Regions from separate parts of the Ovis aries genome. Here region 2 is linked to region 1. Evidence: chromatin contacts called from public Hi-C data. All regions are on one chromosome and are shown on one strand. Each heading gives the region's core, a stretch centred on a gene start, on an enhancer-like site or on the middle of the called end of the contact. The rest is flanking DNA. Distances are from core to core; before and after follow the strand shown.

The links. A called contact is a pair of places that touch in the nucleus more often than the background predicts.
Region 2: a Hi-C map of liver shows a contact between it and region 1, with 3 times the contacts expected there. The contact joins two enhancer-like sites. A contact is called at or near these places in 6 of 16 Hi-C or Micro-C datasets (blood, liver, omental adipose tissue and 2 more).

The regions. Positions count from the first base shown.
Region 1 is chr20:39,607,246-39,611,353 of ARS-UI_Ramb_v3.0, forward strand. ATXN1 (ataxin 1) reads left to right here. Exons shown (of 11, transcript XM_060403504.1): 3 at 116-237. Among named protein-coding and RNA genes, the nearest start is that of ATXN1, 18 kb to the left of the region's middle. Within about 2 kb of position 1,531, at least 20 of the 54 cell types and tissues checked have an H3K27ac peak or open chromatin away from gene starts, as enhancers often do. A contact at or near this core is called in liver, where this site is marked.
Region 2 is chr20:39,644,906-39,649,568 of ARS-UI_Ramb_v3.0, forward strand. The region is part of intron 3 of ATXN1 (ataxin 1); the gene reads left to right. Among named protein-coding and RNA genes, the nearest start is that of ATXN1, 56 kb to the left of the region's middle. Within about 2 kb of position 3,091, at least 21 of the 54 cell types and tissues checked have an H3K27ac peak or open chromatin away from gene starts, as enhancers often do. A contact at or near this core is called in liver, where this site is marked.

The DNA of each region.
Region 1 (4,108 bases), core at 281-2,780:
GAAGTTTAGATTTCCCTGCATGGTGTCTCCAGGTGGAATTATTATTATTTTTTAAAGCCATTCATGCTGTTTCTCATTTTGGATTTCCTCTTCTGCACCCCCTGGACCACTGCAGGAGGATCTGGCTGCAAATCACCGAGCTGTTCCATTCAAGCTGCAGATTTGTCTGTCGTCTTTGGACAGCAGTCTCCTCCTCCACGGCTGCTTCGGGGGAGTCCGGAGTCCGACACCCATCAGGTAAGAGTTTTGCCATGCTCTCTGGTTTCTATCTGAGGATAAAGTCTGGCCTTGGAAAATCGCCTACTAGTCGTACTTCAGCACTTTACAGACTGTTGAAGATAATTGCCTTTGCAAACTACTGTGTGGGAAATTGAGAAATCGCAGAGGTTTTTTTTTTTTTTAAACTTGGATTAAGGTATCCTCCTTTTTGATTTATTTGGTTAATGATGTAGTCTGCCTCTGCCTTGCCGATGGTTCATTATTGTGTGCTGGGGTTGAGCCTGATCATTTTAATTGTCACCTGTGCTTGGAGCTGATGGGCAAGTTTTGTTACCAAACGGTTACCTTAAGTCACTGTCTCCATGTTTTAGGTTGTGGTTGTTGTGTGACCGCAGTGCAGGGAGATAGCTTGTTGGTTCGGTAGCAACCCATGTTGGTTGGATCTTGAATTTCTCGGTGTCTGTTTGGGATTTGACAACTTCCTGCTTTCTTCATGTACAGTAAATTTTTCTGACCTGGAGAGTCATGCAGACACAGGGTGGATGCAGGGTTGATGACTCATGGTTCTCTGTTGAAAGGAAGACTGCCTGCCTAGAATCAGGAGAGCAGGGGAAGTTAGTTTGAAATTGGGGCAATAAGGGCTTGGGAACACTGGTATTCGCAACCAGAGGAGATTGTGAAATCGATCCCCTTTTTCTGTTTGCCTTGGGAGTAGTCCTGCTCCAAGCTGTGGAAATAGACTAGTTCAGAGGTTCTCGAGCCTGGCGGGACACCAGAATCTCCAGGAGAGGTTAGAAAAAAAAGAAAAAAATAGAACCGGGACTCCACCCTAGACCCACTGAATCCAAAGGAACCGGAATGGTCTCTTGGAGTCACACTGACGTTCCACTGCTGTGGCGTGGGCTGGATCTGGTGGTCTCTGGGCAGCTCTTCCCAAGTCATGTTCTGTTTCTTTCCCTGATAAGATGCACCAACCACTTTTATCCAACCTTACATACAGAAATTTGGATTTTCAGCTCATATTTAAGAGGCTAATCCTTGCTTTATCAGAATGTTCATTTTGAAACTGATTCACTAGATTTCTTTAAATAAAGAGCTTGCTCCTCACCCCTGACACCCTGCTTCTAAGGTCCAGTTTTTTAAGTTCTATATAAATTCCATGGTATTTAAAATAAGGACGCGAGGCTCTGGAACCAGCCTGTCTGAATTTAAGATGTAGAACTGCCGCTATGACCCGGGGCAGTCCTGTAACCTTCCTGGGCCACAGTCTCTTCATGTGTAAGATGGAGATCATATGAGAACTAGGGCTGCTGTGAGGTTGGAATGATGTAATATTTGTACACTGGGCAGAATAGTAACCTGGTGTATAGTTTATGATCCATGAACATAAGCTATCACTGTGAGCATGTGACTTGTCTTGACAGGGTGATTGTAACGTTCTTGTTTGGTGATGGTTGCTCCTTAACCATAAGTGACGAGGAGTAAGTAAATATCCCTGTACCTTGGTCTTTGGACCAACACTGTGGACATTTGCAGCCCTGAAAGCCAAAGGGCCTTTTATTTATTTTTCTGGATTTTATGTTAGTCTGCCTCGATTCCTGACACAGGATCCCTGTGTGTTGTTTTTCTACTGTAGGATGAACTGCTGAGTTGCAGGCGTAAGTGAAGTTATTTGTGGTCTGAGTGAAAACGCACACACACACACACCTGAATGATTGAAGTACGGTGACTCAGGAAGGGGGATCAGTAAAGTCCTACTGGGGTGCAAGGCAGGGGAGGGGGGAAGTTATCACACACGTTCTGTCCTTTTGTAAAATATGGAACTGGGTACTTTATATTTTATGGGCTGTGGGTTAGGGAGGTGTCTTTTAAAAGGAAATAGAATAATTATGTGCAGAGGGAAGCCTCATGAGGTCTATAAGTATCAACTCCATTGAAAGGGGTGCAATGTCTTATTGCTAGTTTCTCTCTTAGGGGTATTATCCATTTTAGGCAGAAAGTTCTCACACTGACATTTTTGGGGAAGTAGCTTAATTGCACATGCAGTTAATACATATGCAATTTTTTTTTAACCTGCAGTGTTTAAAGAGTCATGTGTTAAAACGAGAATGTCTCAAGAATTTTATTATGAAAAAATCAGGCAGCAAACAGTCCTGTCTCTCAGTCAGTACGTGAAGCTTATTGAGAAGAGATCTAGGTTTTTGTAGTACATAGTACAGTGCATTAAGGGTTATAGGAATGTTTGTATTGTATTACTGACAAAGTAGTACAGAGTCACCTTGAGTTTTAAGCAGCTGACATGTCCTAGGATCACATTTAAAGGAAGCTTATAAGTATCAGCTAAACATGTTGCATAAATAATGGCCTCATTACAGTCCTCACAACTGATAGCTAAACGTGAGCAGGGAAACAGTATCTTTCATGTTGTACTTTTATAGTCATTAGGTTTTTTGTTTTTTTTTTTAATAAAACCTAGATTACAGTTATTTTAGGTTCTAGCTATTTTATCAATAGGATGTTTTTGTTGTTTACCTGCTAAGTTGTGCCTGAATCCTTGTGACCCCCATAGACTGTAGCCCACCAGGCTCCTCAGTCCATGGGATTTCCCAGGCAAGAATACTGAAGTGGGTTGCCATTTCCTTCTCCGGGGGATCTTCCCAACCCAGGGATCGAACCTGCATCTCCTGCATTGGCAGGCGGATTCTTTACTGCTGGGCCACCAGGGAAGCCATATCAATGATATAGCTATAGCAAGTTACGACTTACCTCGTTCATAGGCATGGTCTATATGAAGAAATGATTCATTCATTTATTCACTGTGTACTTTTTTTTTTTTTGTACTACTGCACAGAGTGAGTAAGAGCTACCAGAAGGAGGTTATATTCTTTGTGGTCAAGTAGGGGAAAGAAGACGTGCTCTGAAATTACTAATACAGAGCAGAAGGGGGTGGGTTGTGCTTACTGGGGTAGATTCTAACACAGAGGGAGTTCAGAAGAATGGTGCTGAGTAGGATGATGAGGAAAACTTGGAGGAGGAAGCACCATTTGAGTTGAACTCTGGAGGCTGGTTAACATTTCTTTGGGAAGAGGTGGAGAGGGTGGAAGGATGACTGTTTTGGTGGCTGGGCCCTAACAGGCAAGTAGCATGGTGTGTAATCGATCAGGCCGTTTTGGCGGAAGCCCAGGTGCTGGTGGACATCTGAGTTGCTGGAGTCCAGCAGACACTAGAGAGTGTGGGAAGAAGATTGCTGGGAGATCCAATCTGGAAATAAATTTGGAGGAGCCACTGGCCTAAAAGTGATCTTTGAGTCTGGGCTTTGGGTTTTTGTGCCTGGTAGGAAGTTTACCAGGCAGGTGGGAATGAGTATTCTTTCAGCAATGAAGTCAGCCAGAGTGGAATATATGAGGGCAGGTAAGAGGCAGTGGAGGCAGCAGAAATGGAACACTGGTGTGACACAGCCTTTGTATGTTTCCTGTTTAAGACCTGAGGCGAAGGGAGAGTGGGTGGAAAAATTGGGATGATGCCCAAGTGGATAATGGAGTGCGGCAAGGGGGAGTGTCTTCCCTAGATGCTCAGGTACCTTGGAAACTCAGGGCTGAGCTTCAGCTCAATGAAATTTTGTTGAAACCTTTATTCTTTGAGACCTTAAAAAATAAAGTAGAAACTGGAGCTAATTTTAGCCAGATCTAATGTGTGTGTATGAAAATGAATGCTGCTTTTGAAATTCAGCATATGCAGTATCTCTTTTCATTTAAACAAATGATCCCTCTATTTTCCTCTAAACAGTTTTATTAAGATTTTCAGTGAGGCCCTGTACATGTTAACAACAGTTCCAGCTTTGCCTTTGATCTTTTCCACCATGGATTTATTCATCTCATACGATATGCAT
Region 2 (4,663 bases), core at 1,841-4,340, 39 kb after region 1:
CCATAGAAGCTCATAGTCACAGGTTCTGGATGTGAACATATCATTTTGGGGCCTGCTGTTCAACTCATCATGGGAACTATGGAGGGCATTTAAGCAGGGGCAGTAGTGGTGTCTGCGGTGTTTCATAAAGATGGATTGGATCCTATGGGAGAGCAGTTGTAGGTGAATGAAGAATCAACCAGAAGTAGCTGTTGCAGTGGTCCAGATGAGCTAGGGGAGCGGGGGAGATGGAGAGGGATGGGCGGATTCGGTTCTGCATCACAGTGGGGCAGAGGGGGCTTGTTTGATGGATTAGAAGTAGCAAGGAAGGAAAAGAGACAATCCAAGATGGCAGTGGCCTTCACAGAGAAGTGGGGAGTCGGGTTCAGGAGGAAACCAAGGCAGTGGTGGTACCATCCAGAGTTCTGTTTGAGGCATGTGAACTGTTGAGAGGGCGAGATGCTGGGCGTTCATTAACTTAGATGTGTGGACCTGTAGCTCAGCAGATCTATAAAGGTGAGCTTTGTCAGCCTAGAGACGGGGTAGGACGGAAGGACACTCCTTTCCAGGAAGAGGGTTGTCATGGACTGGAGACCACAATTTAGTCCATTTGCATGAAGATCACCAAACTGATGACCACCAGTTTCAATCTCTCAACCCTGGCATTTATGTCAATGTCTTCCCTGGTCTCTCAGATGGTAAAGAATCTGCCTTTAATTTGGGAGACCCGGGTTCAGTCCTTGGGTTGGGAAGATCCAGAGAAGGGAAGATTCAGAGAAGGGAATGGCTACCCACTCCGGTATTCTTGCCTGGAGAATTCCATGGGCAGAGGAGCCTGGTGGGCTACGGTCCATGTGGTTGCAAAGAGTCAGACACGACTGAGCAGCTGACACTGAGGGAGGGAAGCAAGCCATCAGGAGAACCTGGCTCAGTTACCCTTGGCTGTCACAAAGGCCGTTGTGTGGTTAATTTTTATTTCATTGCGATCTTTATTTTACTTTTTTTTTTTGAATTGTTTCATTGTAAGCTCGACAAGCCTGATTGGCAGATTCACTGTCTGATTTTTTCTAGTTTTAAATGATATGCTTTTTCTCCCAGCCATCTTCATCTATTAACCTACATTCATTTTTAATTTTAATGCTCCAATCAATAATTATTTCGCTTGACAGTTTTTGACAGTTTGCTGCTCCATTTAGCTGTTTAGCATGAATTTAAAAGGTGGTTTCTCAGTCTGTACAAGGGAAGTAAACTTGCTCTTTCATCCTCTGCTTTGAGGGGCCATAGGAAAATAGGCATGTTTTGCTCTTTCCTAGGAGAAGGCAATGGCACCCCACTCCAACTACTCTTGCCTGGAAAATCCCATGGACGGAGGAGCCTGGTGGGCTGCACTCCATGGGGTCGCATGACTGATGCGACTTCACTTTCATGCACTGGAGAAGGAAATGGCAACCCACTCCAGCGTTCTTGCCTGGAGAATCCCAGGGACGGGGCAGCCTGGTGGGCTGCCGTCTCTGGGGTCGCACAGAGTCGGTCACGACTGAAGCGACTTAGCAGCAGCAGCAGCAGGGAGTTTTTAATATAGAAGAACTTCTTAGTTTTCCATGTAGGAAGATAGAGGACTATAGAACAGTCACATTTTCTGTTATGTAGCATTTTGTTCCTGTCATTAATTCACTTGAAAGGCCGGAATTCTGTTAATGGGAATTGCTATTGTGAGGTCAGCCTTTCGCCAAATATTTATTGAATACTCATTGTGTGCAAGGCACTATGTTAAATGTGATGAGAAATTAATACACGAGTTGGACATGACTGACTGAGCGTGCGCACGTGCGCAGGCGCGCACACACACACACACACACTCCAAGAAGTATAGTGCTCAGGGAAAGTGATTTTCAAAATTATGATGAGTAGAAATTCTTAGAAAAATTACAGTTTTATCTTGCTCAATATTATCCGCACCCAGGATAATCCTGCTTGGAAATTCCGAGTGAAAAGCCAGAAGCCAAAGTGCACGGTCATCTTCTTGTCTACATTATGCACACACATACGTGAGCACGTTGTCATCAAGGGCAAACCTAGCTGAAGACTAAACAGAGTGGGGTGGGGGCTGGGGGCATGGTCCTTCCCACTAGAATCACAGTGTGAAAGTTCTTGGCAGTTTCAGATGGTGTCGGCTATAGCTGTTAGTTTACATTTTGATAATTTACTAGTGAGCGTGTAACAGTTAATTCCTAGTTGGATTGTGCCACCAAACACAGCATTGCCAACAGGACACGCTGCAAATGAGAAAGTTAAGAGTTCTTTTAGGGGACGTGCTCTCTCCGTCGGCTCTTCTGTGAGTCGGAGCATGACCTGTGGGTCAGAAGTTCTGGAACAGAAGGTGGAACTTGGGCCGTGTCACAGCGAACAGGAAAGGAGGTGCGCCATGCTCCTGCGCCTTTGCGGTGAGCTGCTCTGCTCAGCCTTTCCTCCTGGATCTGGGGCCGCTTGGCCTCAGATATCCTGGCATGATTTAGGGAAGCAGGCCCTGACCTTCTGGAGCCCTCTCTTTCATTTTGCTCCAGGCTTATTATTAGGCAAAATTCAGTGTCGTATTTGTATGGCTAAAACTCCTCCGACTTCAGGACTGAGCTCTTGTTTTTCAGCTGAGTAGGGCCAGAGATCTAGCATTTTCTGGACATCACTGACCCTTCACCACAATTGAGGTTTATGATTCACTCTGCCGTGCAGCAGAAACTAACACAGCATTGTAATGTAACTATACTCCAATGAAGACAATATATTAGGGCAAAAAAACCCCCCAAAACCCCTTATAGAAACTTCCTTGCACCTTATGGTGGCAGCCAAGCCAGTCACTCATTAGAACTATGAACACTTGGCTGTTGCTCTTTTCGACTCAAGTCTGGTTTTTAGGTTGTTTACTCAGAGCTGCTGCTGACTTTCATTGTACACACGCATAGGGAGGCAAACAGAAACCCTGTTCTGCACCCGCCAGTGCTCTGGCTTTGTTGTCCCCTAAGGACTTTGGAAATTAGTTGAAAGTGAGCAGAGCTGGAAGTGGTGTGTCAGCCAGGCTGCTGGAGAGGGCTGGCTGGGTCTCCACCCGCTCGCCACCCTCCGCCCTGCAGCCCGGAGATGGCTTCAGGTCTGTGTCCAGGACTTGCCACACTGACTCAGAGAGCTAACTAACGTCTGGATCGGAGCACGCACTTTGATGCCGGCGTGGTAATTCACAGTGAGACGCGTCACTCATGTATCCTCGGGCGCCGAGATCAGCGTATGCTCTGTGTCAAGCTACTTTGGAATGTAAATCACAAGTGGAAGCTATTCTGTTGATTCACTTTGAGAAGTTGCTTGCTTTCTCGATTCAGGTAGCAGTAAGGGTTACAGCACTTTCGTCTCCTTAAGAAATGTTTCATAGGGAGTTAGGTAATTGCTTGGTGAGCCTGGAATCAGAACAGGGAAGAGCTGTTGCTCTCTTCGTCTCAGGAGAAGGACGTTTTTCTAGTGGGACCCACAGTCATCTCACCAGGGTCGTCTAGATAGTGAAGCCACTTTCTTCTCCACAACAGACTTGGCACTGCTCACGTTTGCTTTAGTGACTATACTCATCCCTGGATGAGCCACCTTTGGAAGACAATCTTTTCTTAAATTTATGAATGTAATTCACAGGTACTGGCTGGAGCAGGGGGCTGTGGTGGGGGTGGGGGTGGCACTTTGCTGTCTTCATTGACTTTGTGTGTATATATTCTTATCCATTAAGTCTAGTTCTTACTGTAAACCTCTGACTTGGCAATCTCTTTTTCCCATTTTCAAGTTCCTGGTGGAGAGTGGTGGTGTATATCTTATTATACTCCTCATTATACTCTTTATAAGACCCTTGGAGACTTTGTAATAAACACCCCGTGAATTATAACTTCAGATCAAGCCCTGGGAATTTCCCAGCAGCATGGAGGCATTTGCCCAGAGCAAGGGTAGGTAGATTATGGCCCATATCTGGCCTGCTGCCACTTTTTTTTATAAATAAAGTTTTATTGGAACAAGCCATGTCCATTCATTTATCTAATGTCCATGGAGGCTTCCACAGTATAACTACAGAACTGAGATGAGTAGTTGAGAAAGGGATTGTAAACCAACACAAAGTCTGAGATATTTACTCTTGGGTGTGTTTCAGAAAATGTTTGCCAACCTTGGTCTGTAGAATTTGCAAGTCATAGAATTGCAACAAGTAAGAACTGGAAGCTTAGTCTCCCTCCTCCCACCGAAATTCAGTGAACAAGTGGAGGATTAGAGAAGAATGAGACTTGCGTAAAGGTCACAGAGCCGCTTCGTGAGAGAGCCAGAAACTGGACTCAGACTTTCCAGTTCCTAGCGTCAGTACTTGCCTTTTGCTTTTGGAGGTGGGACGTTGGGAGTTTTACAGGTTACAGATGACCAGCCATTATGACGCACAGAATAGGGCTTCTTCAATGGCAAGAGCTATTTGCCAAACTGACTTCCCCTGGATAAAATTACCAACCAGACTGGTACTGATATTCATTTGACAGCACCTACCAGAGGCTGAGAGTGGAGGAAAGGGCTAAGGACCCTGATGAATAAATGCTGTCCTTACCCTCTGGAAATTTGGATGAGAGGAAGAGTCAGATATTTGCACGTCTCTTTGTTTGCAGTGTGTTTAAATGTC